2 separate regions of the Cricetulus griseus genome follow, and region 2 is linked to region 1. A link is a contact called in public Hi-C data. All regions are on one chromosome and are shown on one strand. The core of a region is the stretch at or near the end of the contact, and the rest is flanking DNA. Distances in the headings are between cores, read along the strand shown.

Evidence for each region. A called contact is a pair of places that touch in the nucleus more often than the background predicts.
Region 2: a contact with region 1 is called in a Hi-C map of the CHO-K1 cell line, with 2.2 times the contacts expected there. The contact joins the enhancer-like site here to the promoter of Tuba1b in region 1. A contact is called at or near these places in 4 of 8 Hi-C or Micro-C datasets (the CHK-Q cell line, the CHO-K1 cell line and fibroblasts).

The regions. Positions count from the first base shown.
Region 1 is chr2:395,401,162-395,407,355 of CriGri-PICRH-1.0, forward strand. It overlaps Tuba1b (tubulin, alpha 1B), which reads right to left and starts at 2,389. Exons shown (of 4, transcript NM_001243979.1): 1 at 2,288-2,389; 2 at 733-955; 3 at 447-595; 4 at 1-326. The coding sequence starts at 2,290. LOC103163351 (a long non-coding RNA gene) reads left to right here and starts at 2,554. Exons shown (of 6, transcript XR_004768637.1): 1 at 2,554-2,791.
Region 2 is chr2:395,454,644-395,460,550 of CriGri-PICRH-1.0, forward strand. LOC113833567 (a long non-coding RNA gene) reads left to right here. Exons shown (of 2, transcript XR_003481437.2): 2 at 1-985. Among named protein-coding and RNA genes, the nearest start is that of Tuba1c, 17 kb to the right of the region's middle. Within about 2 kb of position 4,523, at least 4 of the 6 cell types and tissues checked have open chromatin away from gene starts, as enhancers often do. A contact at or near this core is called in the CHO-K1 cell line, where this site is marked.

The sequences.
Region 1 (6,194 bases), core at 1,139-3,638:
ATCTGGCTAATGAGGCGGTTAAGGTTAGTGTAGGTGGGGCGCTCAATGTCGAGGTTTCTACGACAGATGTCATAGATGGCCTCGTTGTCTACCATGAAGGCACAATCAGAGTGCTCCAGGGTGGTGTGGGTGGTGAGGATGGAGTTGTAGGGCTCAACCACAGCAGTGGAAACCTGGGGGGCTGGGTAGATGGAGAACTCCAGCTTGGACTTCTTTCCATAATCGACAGAGAGCCGCTCCATCAGCAGGGAGGTGAACCCAGAGCCAGTTCCCCCACCAAAGCTGTGGAAAACCAAGAAGCCCTGAAGACCTGTGCACTGGTCAGCCTGTAGGAAAAAAAGAAAAGGCATTGTTTATCAGTAGTGAACAGACTTTACTTATTTTGGCAGGTCCCAACACTCCCCCACACTGCATTTTAAATGAATCCATCCATCTATGGTATTTACCAGCTTGCGAATTCTGTCCAAGACAAGATCAATGATCTCCTTGCCGATGGTGTAGTGGCCACGGGCATAGTTATTGGCAGCATCTTCCTTGCCTGTGATGAGCTGCTCAGGGTGGAAGAGCTGGCGGTAGGTACCAGTGCGAACTTCATCTGGAAAAGGAGATGAAATCAACCATTCACAACAGTAACTGACACACACAAGCTCACTCACTCTTCGGCGGTGTGTGGAGAGGTTCTGAGTATGTGACCAGGACAGAATGCCTCAGGGAAGCCCCTGGCCCACTTACCGATGACTGTGGGTTCCAGGTCTACGAACACGGCCCGGGGCACATGCTTGCCAGCGCCTGTCTCACTGAAGAAGGTGTTGAAGGAGTCATCTCCTCCCCCGATGGTCTTGTCACTTGGCATCTGGCCGTCAGGCTGGATGCCATGTTCCAGGCAGTAGAGCTCCCAGCAGGCATTGCCGATCTGGACACCAGCCTGGCCAACGTGGATGGAGATGCACTCACGCTGTGGGACAGAAAGAAGGGGAAAAAAAAACTATTAGTAATGCCGCAAGCAGCTGGAATTCTAACCATGGCACAAAGTGACAAATCGTTAAAACTCGCAAGCATTTATTAAAAAAAAAAAAAAAGCTAATTTCAGCCTTTCCACACCTAGAAGTGCTTAGTCACACTTCCTTTTTTGAAAACCAAGATACGAAGGCTTTTCATTTACCCTGTGCCCTCAGAGTTCTACTTTTGCTTTGTGCCCAGACTTCCGGACAACTGTAGGCAGAGGAAGCATGTGACTTAAGCAATGAGGAAGGTTCTGGTGGCAGGGCTCTACGGAATGAGATAATGGAGCATTTATTTGTGCATGCACCGAGGCGCCCGGGATGCAGCTGGTTTGCCACTTCCTCTATTTGTAGGCGCTGAGCTCAGCTCCCCCCGCATCCGTCCTGGTCCAGCAGGGAATCATAAGCCGCTCAGATCCGATTTCTGTTACCCTCAAACCCTTCAATGTCACCACCTGGTCCCACACAAATTCCTAACTCGAGACAGCTGAGACTTCACGCTGTTATTGCTAAGTATTGTGGAATATAGTCCGAGACCTGCCCCACATTTCTTATTGCTTTCATTAAAAGCAAAAGGAAAATCGAGGCTGAGGTAGAGAGGGGGCTTAGTATTCGAGGGCCAGGGTTTGCCCCACCGTCCCCCCCAAATACAGGAGACACACCCTAAACGAATTAAGCCCGCAGTGCCGCAGCGCGCACGCGCACACTGCAGAGGCTCTTCCCGCCGCTCTCAGGCGGGAACGTAACGGTCGCGCATGCGTCTTTGTCTCCTGGCGTCTTCCCGCCCCCGCCTTTTCGCACCGAAGAGGAAGTGAGGGCGGGGAAAGGCTATGTGCGCGCGCCCGAAAAGCAGAACGCAAGGGTAGGGTGGGGGCAGGGCCCGCGCGCGGGAAGACTGCAGTCTGAAAGCGCCATGCTGTAAATGCCTTGTGCAGGGCGTGGACGGATGCAGACCCAAGTCCAGCGGGGCCCGGGAGAGCCCCTTCTCCACATCCCGGAGGTCCTCAGGGATGGGCTCATGGGTCCTCAGCATGGGCCTCATGCTCCCCGGCTCACCCAGGGGAACCCGGGACAACCCCATCTCCCCCAGACCCCGGCGACCCCCAGTAGCTGGGGCCCCATGCTCGCCCGCTCTTCCAGGGGTACCCTGGAGAGCCCCTTCTCCCTCAGATACAGGCAGCCCCCAGCAGCCTGGGACCCTTGCTCTCCTGCTCACACACGCTTCAGCCCCAGGCCCCAGCGAGCAGCCCTCGCCTCGCCTCCCTTCCCTGCACCGATGCACTCACCATGGTAGCTACGGGTTAGAAGGCGAAGGTGACAAAAGCAGACAGCGGGTCACGGTTACCGTTCCCGACAGCTAAGAGTCGAGGTAAGTAACGCAATGAGGTGGAGGCGTCGGCTCCAGAGCCTCTTAAGTAGTTGCTGGGGCGGGGCGGGCGCGGCCGGGTGGCCACGGTCCCTCCCCCGGCCGGCCAGGTCCATTGAGCGCCCGGCTGGCCGCCGCAGAGGCGGGCTCGGCTCGCAGTCCCCTCCCTGCATGGGCCCACGGGGCGGGGCAGCCGCCTGGGCGTGCGCCGATGCTGCAGACTGGGGCGCGCCGCTGCATTGCGGGGAGGGAGTGGACGCTGCCGCAGACAGACAAGAGGGTGTGGGAGCCTGGGCAGACTGGCGCAGTCTTGATGAACCGGGGGACTTGAGGGGCCCGCAGTGTTAAAAGTGCGGCATCCTCAAGCGCTGAAAGGTGTGGTCCGGATAACTCAGCTGATCATTCATGTGGCCACACTCGATGAGTGAGTTTTGCCTTTCTCCTTGCTTCCTTTAAAGGCTGTGCTTACCTGCTACTGTGAAAGCCCCTTATAAAACCCTATCACTATACTTAGTATATTGCCATGGTTCATTCTCGAAACTAAAGGTACCTAGTACTGGAAGCAACTTGAATCATCCAAATGTTAAAATAGGGGCGGACTAGGCCAGAGTTTCAGCCTCTAGCTGCCAATTTAATGGGATTGCCCTAAATAAGGGCTCTTTCAAAAGATTTTTAAAATCATTTGAAGTGGTAAGCTAAATCGAAGAAGTGAGGGAAAACTAGAAGGAAAATGTCTCACTGAAGAATACAGACAGCAAGGAATTCTTGTGCTATACAAATTTTCTGAGTGCTGTGATGACCAGATTATAATCAATAAACTACCCTCCCCATTTATTCCAAGGCCATAAACTACTACTGACCTTAGAAATTCATAATGTGATGAAGGCTAACACGTGGCTTTAAACCGCCCTCACGGAACAGATTGCAATCACTCAGCTATTCAAAATGTCCTCCTGGCAGTGGCAGCAGGGAACACAGATCCTGTGCCGGCTGTGCAGCCTGAAACTCCCCTTTTCAGAGCCTCAGGCGCCTCTTAGTCAGGTGCCCTAGGATTCTCCACATAGTGCAGGAAAGCAGAATTCCAAGAGTCCTAGTAAAGGAATGCCTCAGCCAGTTAATTAAATAGGAGAAAGAGCAAACACTTGAAGCCAGGCGCCTAGTGTTAGAAGACAAGGCCCCCAAGTGCTTCAGCAGCAACTATGTAGGTAATTTCGGGGGCTTTGTAGTTACATTGTTTAAAAGAGGTAATGTGGATTGAGGAAATAGCTCAATTAGGACCTGAATTTGATTCCCCTGAACCCAAAAGGGGGGGAGCACTTTCATGGTGGCTTGTGCTTATATGCTGCAGAGACTGGCAGACCTCTGAAGCTCAGTGGCTAGCCAGACTGGCCTTTCTGGGCTAGCTCCAGGTCCGTTGAAACCATGTATCAAAAGCATACAAAAAATGTATCCACACAAACATGTAAATGTGATAAATTTAAAACAAAACCAAAAAACCCTAAAAGTTGATCACATGCATGCTCATACACATGTATGTTCACCTATGTGCCCCCCCAACATATAATTTGTAACTAAAGTTGAGGGAGAAGAAAATGTGATCTCATTATCTCACTTCCTTGTCAAAAGGATGTTTAGCCAGGTGGTGAGGCAATTGACATAATTCTCAGAACTGGGGAGGCAGAGGCAGGTGAGTTTGCAGCCAGCCTGGTCTACAGAGCAAGTTCCAGGACAGCCAGAGTTACACAGAGAAACCTGTCCCAAAAAAACAATAGAAAACAAAACAAAAGAAAAAGAAAAGAAGGCTGTTTGGTTTTGTTTTGAGAGTCTCTCCTATAACCCAGGCTATCTCAATTTCATATAGTTGAGGTTGGCTTTGAACCCTCTTATCCTCCTGTCTCTACCTCCCAAATGCTAGGATTACAGATAACCACTACTCTATCTGGCTATTGGCTGAAAGACCTTTTGATGTGGTAGTGGTTACTGATTTCTCTTTTTGAAACAGGGTTACTATGTTGTGCTGACTGGCCTGTAACTCACCATATAGACCAGGCTGGCCTCTAATTCACAGATCTGTCTGCCTCTGCTTCCCAGGTACTGAGATCAAGTGCATTTGCCACCATGTTTGGCAACCTTTTATTTATTTTTATTTTAATTTAATTATGGGGAGTGTGTGGCAGGCATTTTTAGGGGGTCACCAACCAGCTCCTAAATCATGACATGGAAACTTATTATTAGCTCTTATAACAAATTAATCTGTTTCTCTTCATCTACATTTTGCCTGGGCTTTTTTTTTTTTTTTTTTTTTTTTTTTTTTTTTACCTTTCTCTCATTCTGTATGTCCTACTGTGTGTCTAGCTGGCTGACCCTGGGTGTCTTCCTTTCTTTCTCTCTTCTCTCTCTTCCTACTTATTCTCTCTGCCTGCCAGCCCCCTCCTGTCCCTCTGCTGCCCTGCTATTTGTCTTAGGCAGGCAAAATAAAACAGCAACACATCTTTACGTAAATAAACAAATGTGAAAAATTAAAAAAGCTGTCGGGTGTGGTAGCACACACCTAAAAAAAATAAAATAAATAAATGTAAGCATCTTTACATAATTAAAGTAATATCCCACAACAAGCAGGGCATGTACAAATGCCACAGTGCTTATGTGGGGGATAGAGGGCAACTTTGGGGAAGCTCTTTTCTCTCTCCATGTTTCTCTGTGTCCCAGGAATCAAATTCAGGTCATCAGGCTTATGAGGCATGCATGACCCTCTGAACTATCTTACCCAAGACAAACTTTTTTTGTAGCTGTTAATTTGTTTTGATTTTTTCGAGATAGGGTTTCTCTGTGTAGCCCTAACTGTCCTGGAACTTGCACTATAGACCAGGCTGGCCTCAAACTCACAGAGATCCGCCTGCCTCTGCCTCCTAAGTGCTGGGATTAAAGGCATGCACCACCACCACCACCAACAACAACAACACCTCCCAGCTCAAAGACAAACTTTTTAAACCTTTTATTTAGTTGTATGTGCATGTGTGGTGTGTATCACAGAGCACATATAGATGTCATAAGACTATTTGCAGGAATCCACTGTCTCTTCTACCTTTTAGGGCCCAGGGATCCAATTCAGGTGAAGCTTGGCAGCAGGTTTGGCAGATGGTACCTGCTGAGCATCCTGTACCACATCCAACATGGCTCCAGAGACAGACCGGACTCTGGCAGAGAGGCAATGAAGAAAAGACATACATAGACAGCTGTGATTGGGTGCTGTAGGCTCTTAGCTAGAGGAACCGCAGGGTTCTGGAAGCTAAGCATGTTTATTATGTAGAGTTGAACAGAGAAGTGGAATTATTAAGTACAGATGACAAGGGGGCAGGGTCCATGGTGTACAGCTGGACTGACGAGATAGGTTTAGCTAATCTCATAGGAGCAGTATCTGTAGGAGAACAGTCTTCTGGACATAAATGTTGGGGTGGAAGAAACCACATGGACATTTTCTGCACACACAGTCAACACCTGGGACCCCTGAGGAAGGTTTTGCTTTGCCTATGGACCTCACTTTGGGGTGAAGGCTTTGCCATGATTCCATGGATCTGAGGCTCTGTAGTCCTTAATGTGGCTGTACTGTTGTCAAAAGCACACATCCACTCAAAACTTCACTCAGGGCTTTCTCCATTTTCTACACTTCTGTAATGTGTATGTATGTATGTAATCCTGAGCACGATTGTGTGTCAGGCAGTCTCCAGTCAGCTATAAAGAAACTTTCATTGAGTTAAGTTCATGTAGGGAAGGATGGAGGGCTCTTTTCCATATCCCTTTAACATTTTCCTGTCTTCTCTCCTTCC
Region 2 (5,907 bases), core at 3,273-5,772, 56 kb after region 1:
TGTAAGTAGAAAAAGATTTGAACATTAGAGTATGGTATACTTACTGGAATAATAATGAAGACAACTGAAAAATGTGAGGTGTTCTTAATTTTCTTCAGCAGAGTTTTACCTGTGTACCCTAAAGAGACTGGGAGCAAAGGGGTTTAGTTGTTGCTTTGTGATGTGGGCTCAATCCTAAGCCCCCTTACATGTTCAGCAAGTTCTCCACCATTGAATTCTATCTCCGGTGGGAATGGCTTTAAAAAAAAAAGAATTAATTTTTATTATTTATTCACATATCAAGACCTCTTTAGTATAATTGATTCCAGGATGGAAGTACCATTCAGGCCAATAGAACTCAGCATGTAGACAGTACCATCTGCCAAAACAAAAACACAGACATAGTCCATCAAAGTCTGTACATAGTTCTGGGAAAGTCTCTAGATGTACAAACCTTGCTTTTGGCTTCTGTAGTTCTGCTTCTAGCTAACTGTTCTTGTTAATTGAAGTATGTCAACCCAGAACATGGTTTTTGTGCTTAACCGTTCACCCTGAGAAAGGCTCAGTTTTACAGTAGGATCCCAAACATCCAGTTTAGTTGCCAGGCAGTTAAAAAAAAAATGTGTTCTATTGTCCTAAGTCCGTCTTCTCTGATGGATACTCCACAACACTGCCTTAGCCTCCCTAGTAGCTGGCATTAGAAGCCTCTCCACCACGTCTGGCTTTGCTAGCTCCCTTCTGAGAAGAAACCACATACAATCAGCTTTCATCCCTAAAATTTCGTGATTTATTTCCAACGAGACATCATTTGGCTTAGTTCCGATCAGCCCTGTATCTCCCCAGAGTTCTTTTAAAAACTCTCCTCACAGGGACTGAAACAGTGCTTGTGAGACCCTGCCTCAGATAGAAAAATGAGAAAAAAATGAGCACAAGCCCACCTATCTTCTGATGTTTTGATAAAACACATATTTTGTATCACAATAAATAAATAAATATACAAATGTCATTGTGATGGTTAATGCTAATGGTTAACTTAAAAGAATCTAAAATCAGCTAGAAAATGAGTATGCCTATTGGTACACCTCTGGAGGATTATCTTGGTTGCTTTGAGGTGGGAAGGCCAAGCCATGCACGCGCATGCGCGCTGGCGTGTGTGTGTGTGTGTGTGTGTGTGTGTGTGTGTGTGTGTGTGTGTGTGTGTGCACGCGCGCGCGGCACGCGAGTGGTCCCATTCTCTGGCTGGATCCTGGACTGTGTGAGTGGAGAGCAGGGACCGAGCAGCAGAGCAGTAGTCTGCTTTCATTGTTGTGCCCCCCAAACACACACTATGCATGCCATGTGACCCTCTGTTATAGTTCCTGTGGTCTGGACTTGTTGGGCATGATGGAGTGTTGTGAGGGTCTCTGCAAATATTGTCCATGGGAAGCAAGAAGAAAGTCTGCTTTAATATGACTCAAACATCTAGAGTCTGACACCAGGCTTTTATTTCAGGCATATTTAAGTACAATTCAATTTGGGAAAAGTTTCCTGGTGTAACACAATCCCATGTGCATAATAAAGCTTAAGGCATAAGTGCCATCGAAACTCTTTTCGAAGTTCAAGTCATGTCTTCCATAAAGATGTGTTCTGTAGCTAGGTGACATTTGTCATCTTGAGGGCCTGGGGGAGGATCTGATGTGGTCTCTATCCTACAGATAGGGCAGAGGTCATCTAGGCTACCAACATTCCCAGGCTTCTGGACCAAAATCAGGTTATACATTTCTTTTGAAGAGACAACCCTAGGGAGGCAGAGGCAGGCAGATCTGTGAATTCAAGGCCAGCCTGGTCTACAGAGTGAGTGCCAGGACTGGCTCCAAAACAATATAGAGAAACCCTGTCTCAAAAAACAAAAACTCAACAACAACAAAATTTAAGAATACCTGTCAAGCAGGTACTGAGTCCCAGGTTTGATGCCTAGTGCAACATAAGTCAGGTGTGGAGCATATGTCTGTAATGCTAGCCCTTGGAGTAAAGCCAGGGGAACAGTAGTTCAAGGCCATCCTCCACTATCTATAAACTTTGAGGCCAACCCATGATATCGGAGACTTCATCAAAACACAAAACAAATAAACAAAAAACCCAGCCTCAACCCCAGCAAAGATATACTATTAGAACACAAGATATTTGGTTATATTTGGCCTAAGAGATGGCTCAGCATTTAAGAGCAATTGCTGCTCTTGTAAAAATCCAAGGTGCCTTCCCAGTATATAGCGCCTGTGCTACAACTTCTTATGGGTTCAGGCGAGGGAATCTGAAAGTGGGTCATTCTTGCAAGGAGAATGCCATTTATTTCAAAGGAGAGGAGACACAGTGGAAAGTTACTCAGGTCATAGGTTCATGCCCCCCAAGCTCTCCCCCTCCTCCCTGGCAATAGGGATGGGCAGATAGTTTGCACTCTTACATTGAAGCCTAGTCGGAAGGAGGGAAACAAGGAAGTAAATACCTAGTCAGGGGACCCCAATGGGAAGGGCACAGGAGGTCATCCTTAGTCACCAGATGATCAGCTGACCCCAATGGGAAAGGACCCAACACCAGTACCGCCATCAGATGGCTCACAACTACTTTTTGTTTGTTTGCTTTTTGAGGTTTCCCTGTGTAGCTTTGGAGGCTGTCCTGGTCTTGTAGACCAGGCAGGTCTCTAACTCACAGAGATCCACCTGCCTCTGCCTCCCGAGTGCTGGGATTAAAGGCATGAGCTACCAACACCGGACTTCTACACAGAGTTTTTAAAAAATTTAAAATAAATCTTAAAAAAAAATTTGTTACACTTTTTTTTTTTTTTTTTTTTTTGGTATTTGAGACAGAGATTCTCTGTGTAGCCCTGGCTGTCCTGGAACTCACTCTGTGGACCAGGCTGGCCTCAAACTCACAGAGATCCACATGGCTCTGCCTCCCTTGTGCTGGGATTAAAGATGTGCACCACCATTGCCCCGTGCTGAGTCTTAAAAGACTGGATGAGGCCGGCCCCCAGCTTTGCTCATGTGATCAGCAGGAATAGGAAGACAGACATCCCAGAATGCCTGGCTGGAAGAGGCCTCAGAGAGGACGCTGCTGGAAACCCCGGGCCTGAGAGGAGCTCCTAGGGAAGCTACAAAGGGTCAAGTGGAAGAAAGACAAGCAAGTCTCCCATCTCTGTAATAACAAACAGGCTTATGGTAAGCTCTGGAAAATTTCAGTTACACAGTAAAATCAGCTAACTGTCCACCCAGGGTTATTTTTATTTGAATGCACTACCAGGATTTTTCTTTCAACAGATTCCAGCAGGGGGCAGCAAACATAAGCATGGATCGAAATGCTTACAATTATTTCAGTAGAAGTAGAAGAGTACTTTAAAACAGTTTATTTATTTTTTTAATTTTATTTATTTATTATGTATACAACATTCTGTTTCCATGTATATCTGCACACCAGCAGAGGGCACCAGATCTCATAGTGGATGGTTGTGAGCCACCATGTGGTTGCTGGGAATTGAACTCAGGACCTCTGGAAGAGCAGTCACTGCTCTTAACCTCTGAGCCATCTCTCCAGCCCAAAACAGTTTTTTTAGAAAAGATTTATTTCTGCTGTGAGTGTTTTGCCTGCAGGTATGAATGTCCACCATGCATGTGCCTGTTTGCCACAGTGGTCAGACAAGGGGGTTGAATTCCCAGGAACTGGGCATGGTTGTGAGCCATCATATGGGAGCTGGGATTTCTTCCCTGGGTCCTCTGCAAGGACAGCTAGTGCTCTTAGTGTAAGGATTCAAGCATTATGCTGGCCTGCCTCTGTTACCAGGCAGAATCCACTCAGGCAGTACCCTGGTCAGCCCAGGGTTCCATAGGAACTAAGTCTACACACAGGTGTAGAGGACCCCTTAAGAGACAGACCCTTGCCCACTTACACTCTCTTCTTTTATGCGCTCTCTCACTCTCTCTGCTCTGCTCTGTTCTTCTATTTCTCTCTCTCCTCCCCCCTCTCCCTCCCTATAATAAACTGGTTAATGTGCTCTCTATAGTTGCCAGGAGTCCATTTCTCAACCTCTAATTTAAGCAAAAACTTAACCCTTAGCTACTGAGAAATCTCTCCAGCCCCAAATTCCATCTTAAAAGAATTTCCACACTAGACCTAGGTTTTTATCTTGTCAACCGTTAATCTTTTCCAATGAACCCCAGAAGCTGCCCTGTGATCTCATGTTTGAAAGGAGAGGAGGGGAAGGGAGCGGTGGAAAGGGATGGAAAGGAAAGGGGGATGGTGGTACACTCCCGCAGTCCCAGCACTTGCGAGCTGAGGGCAGCAGGGTAAATAAAGGCTAGCATCAGCTATGTGAGACCCTGTCTCAAAAACAAAAAGGAAAAGCCACGCAGGTGTGGTGGCACGCTCCTGTAACCCCAGCACTTGGGATGCAGAGGAAGAACTGCAGTGGTTTGGAAGAAAATGGTCCCAAAGGGAATGGCTCTATTGAGGAGGTGTGGCCTTGTTGGAGGAAGTGTGTCACTATGGAGGCGGGCTTTGAGGTCTCATATTTGCTTAAGCCACGCCCATTGGTATAGATCGCTCCCTGTTGCTTGCCAGTCAAGGTGTATTACCTATCAGGACCTGCTCCACACCATTGCTGCCTGCATGTCGCCATGGCCCCCCATGATGATAAAGGACTGAACCCCTGAATTGTAAGCCAGTCACCCCATTTAAATGCTTTCCCTTATAAGAGTTGCCATAGTCACAGTGTCTCTTTATAACAACAGAAACCCTAGGACAGACTGCCTCGAGTTGTGCGTCAACTTGCTCCACAGCAAGTTCAGGCCAGTCGTGTCTACATGGTGAGACCCTGGCTCAAAACAAAAACAAGTTCCTTAAGACCGCTCTGAGCAAAGTAACTGCCACGATGTTTTCCTGAGAGACACAAACGAAGGTCTGTTCACCCCACAGAGGGCGCTAGCACAACTAGGATGGATTGCAGCTTCTGAACCAGCGAGTTTATCTGCTTATTTAGGGAAGCATGGGTGACTCTCAAACAGCTCCAGCACTGAAGCACCAACCCCACCCCCACCCCCACGTGGGAGCCTGGGAGCTGCGTAATTTCAATGAACCTTTTCTTTCCCGTGCATGCTAATGTCTCAGGAGCCCTTGCAGCTGGTGAGCATCCCCTACAGGAGGGGGTGGTGCCCAGGAGGGTGTGTCACCGAAGTCTCCGTTGAGGGTCTTTGGATAAGGGAATGCATACCCCGCCAGATCTTGTTGGGGTTACAGCTGCTCTGCTGCGGAGGTTAACTTGTTCCCCAGCGGCATAGCAGGAACTTCCAAAATCGTTACAGGGTTTGGAGTTTGTCATGCTGGGTTTGGTCCCAGTATTTCCTCACTGTGCCCACTTTCCTCCTTTTGAAATTGTAATATATATCCTATGCCATTGTATGTTGGCAGAATATAATTTATTTTTCAAATTGGTCGGAGCTACAGTTAACAGATTGCCCTGAGTCTCAGAAGAGACTTTAGATTTTGAAATAGTCTCAAGATTACTAAGGAGTAAGGAGACTTCTGAAGTTGGATTGAATGCATTTTTCGTTATGATTTAGCTACAAGCTTATGGAGGCCAGGGAGTGGAATGTGGTGGTTTTGAAACATCCCCCGGTGGCTCAGGCCCCCCCAGGATTTCGGCACAGGACCGAGGCGACCCCAATCACCAGGAGGAGGCGAAAGCTTGATGCAAACAGCAAGAGGCTTCATTTGCAGTTGTTTAACGAGCTAACCCCATTAGCTCGGGCCTTTCATCTATCCACCATGGCGGATGGCTGGGGAAAAGACCCCAAGAACCCACGGGATAGAGATCTTATAGGGCAGCGTAAGGAGAGTGTCTAGGGGTACGCACAGGCTCAGGATTGGTGTGCCTCCAGGCTTAGAGGACTTGCCCTGGTT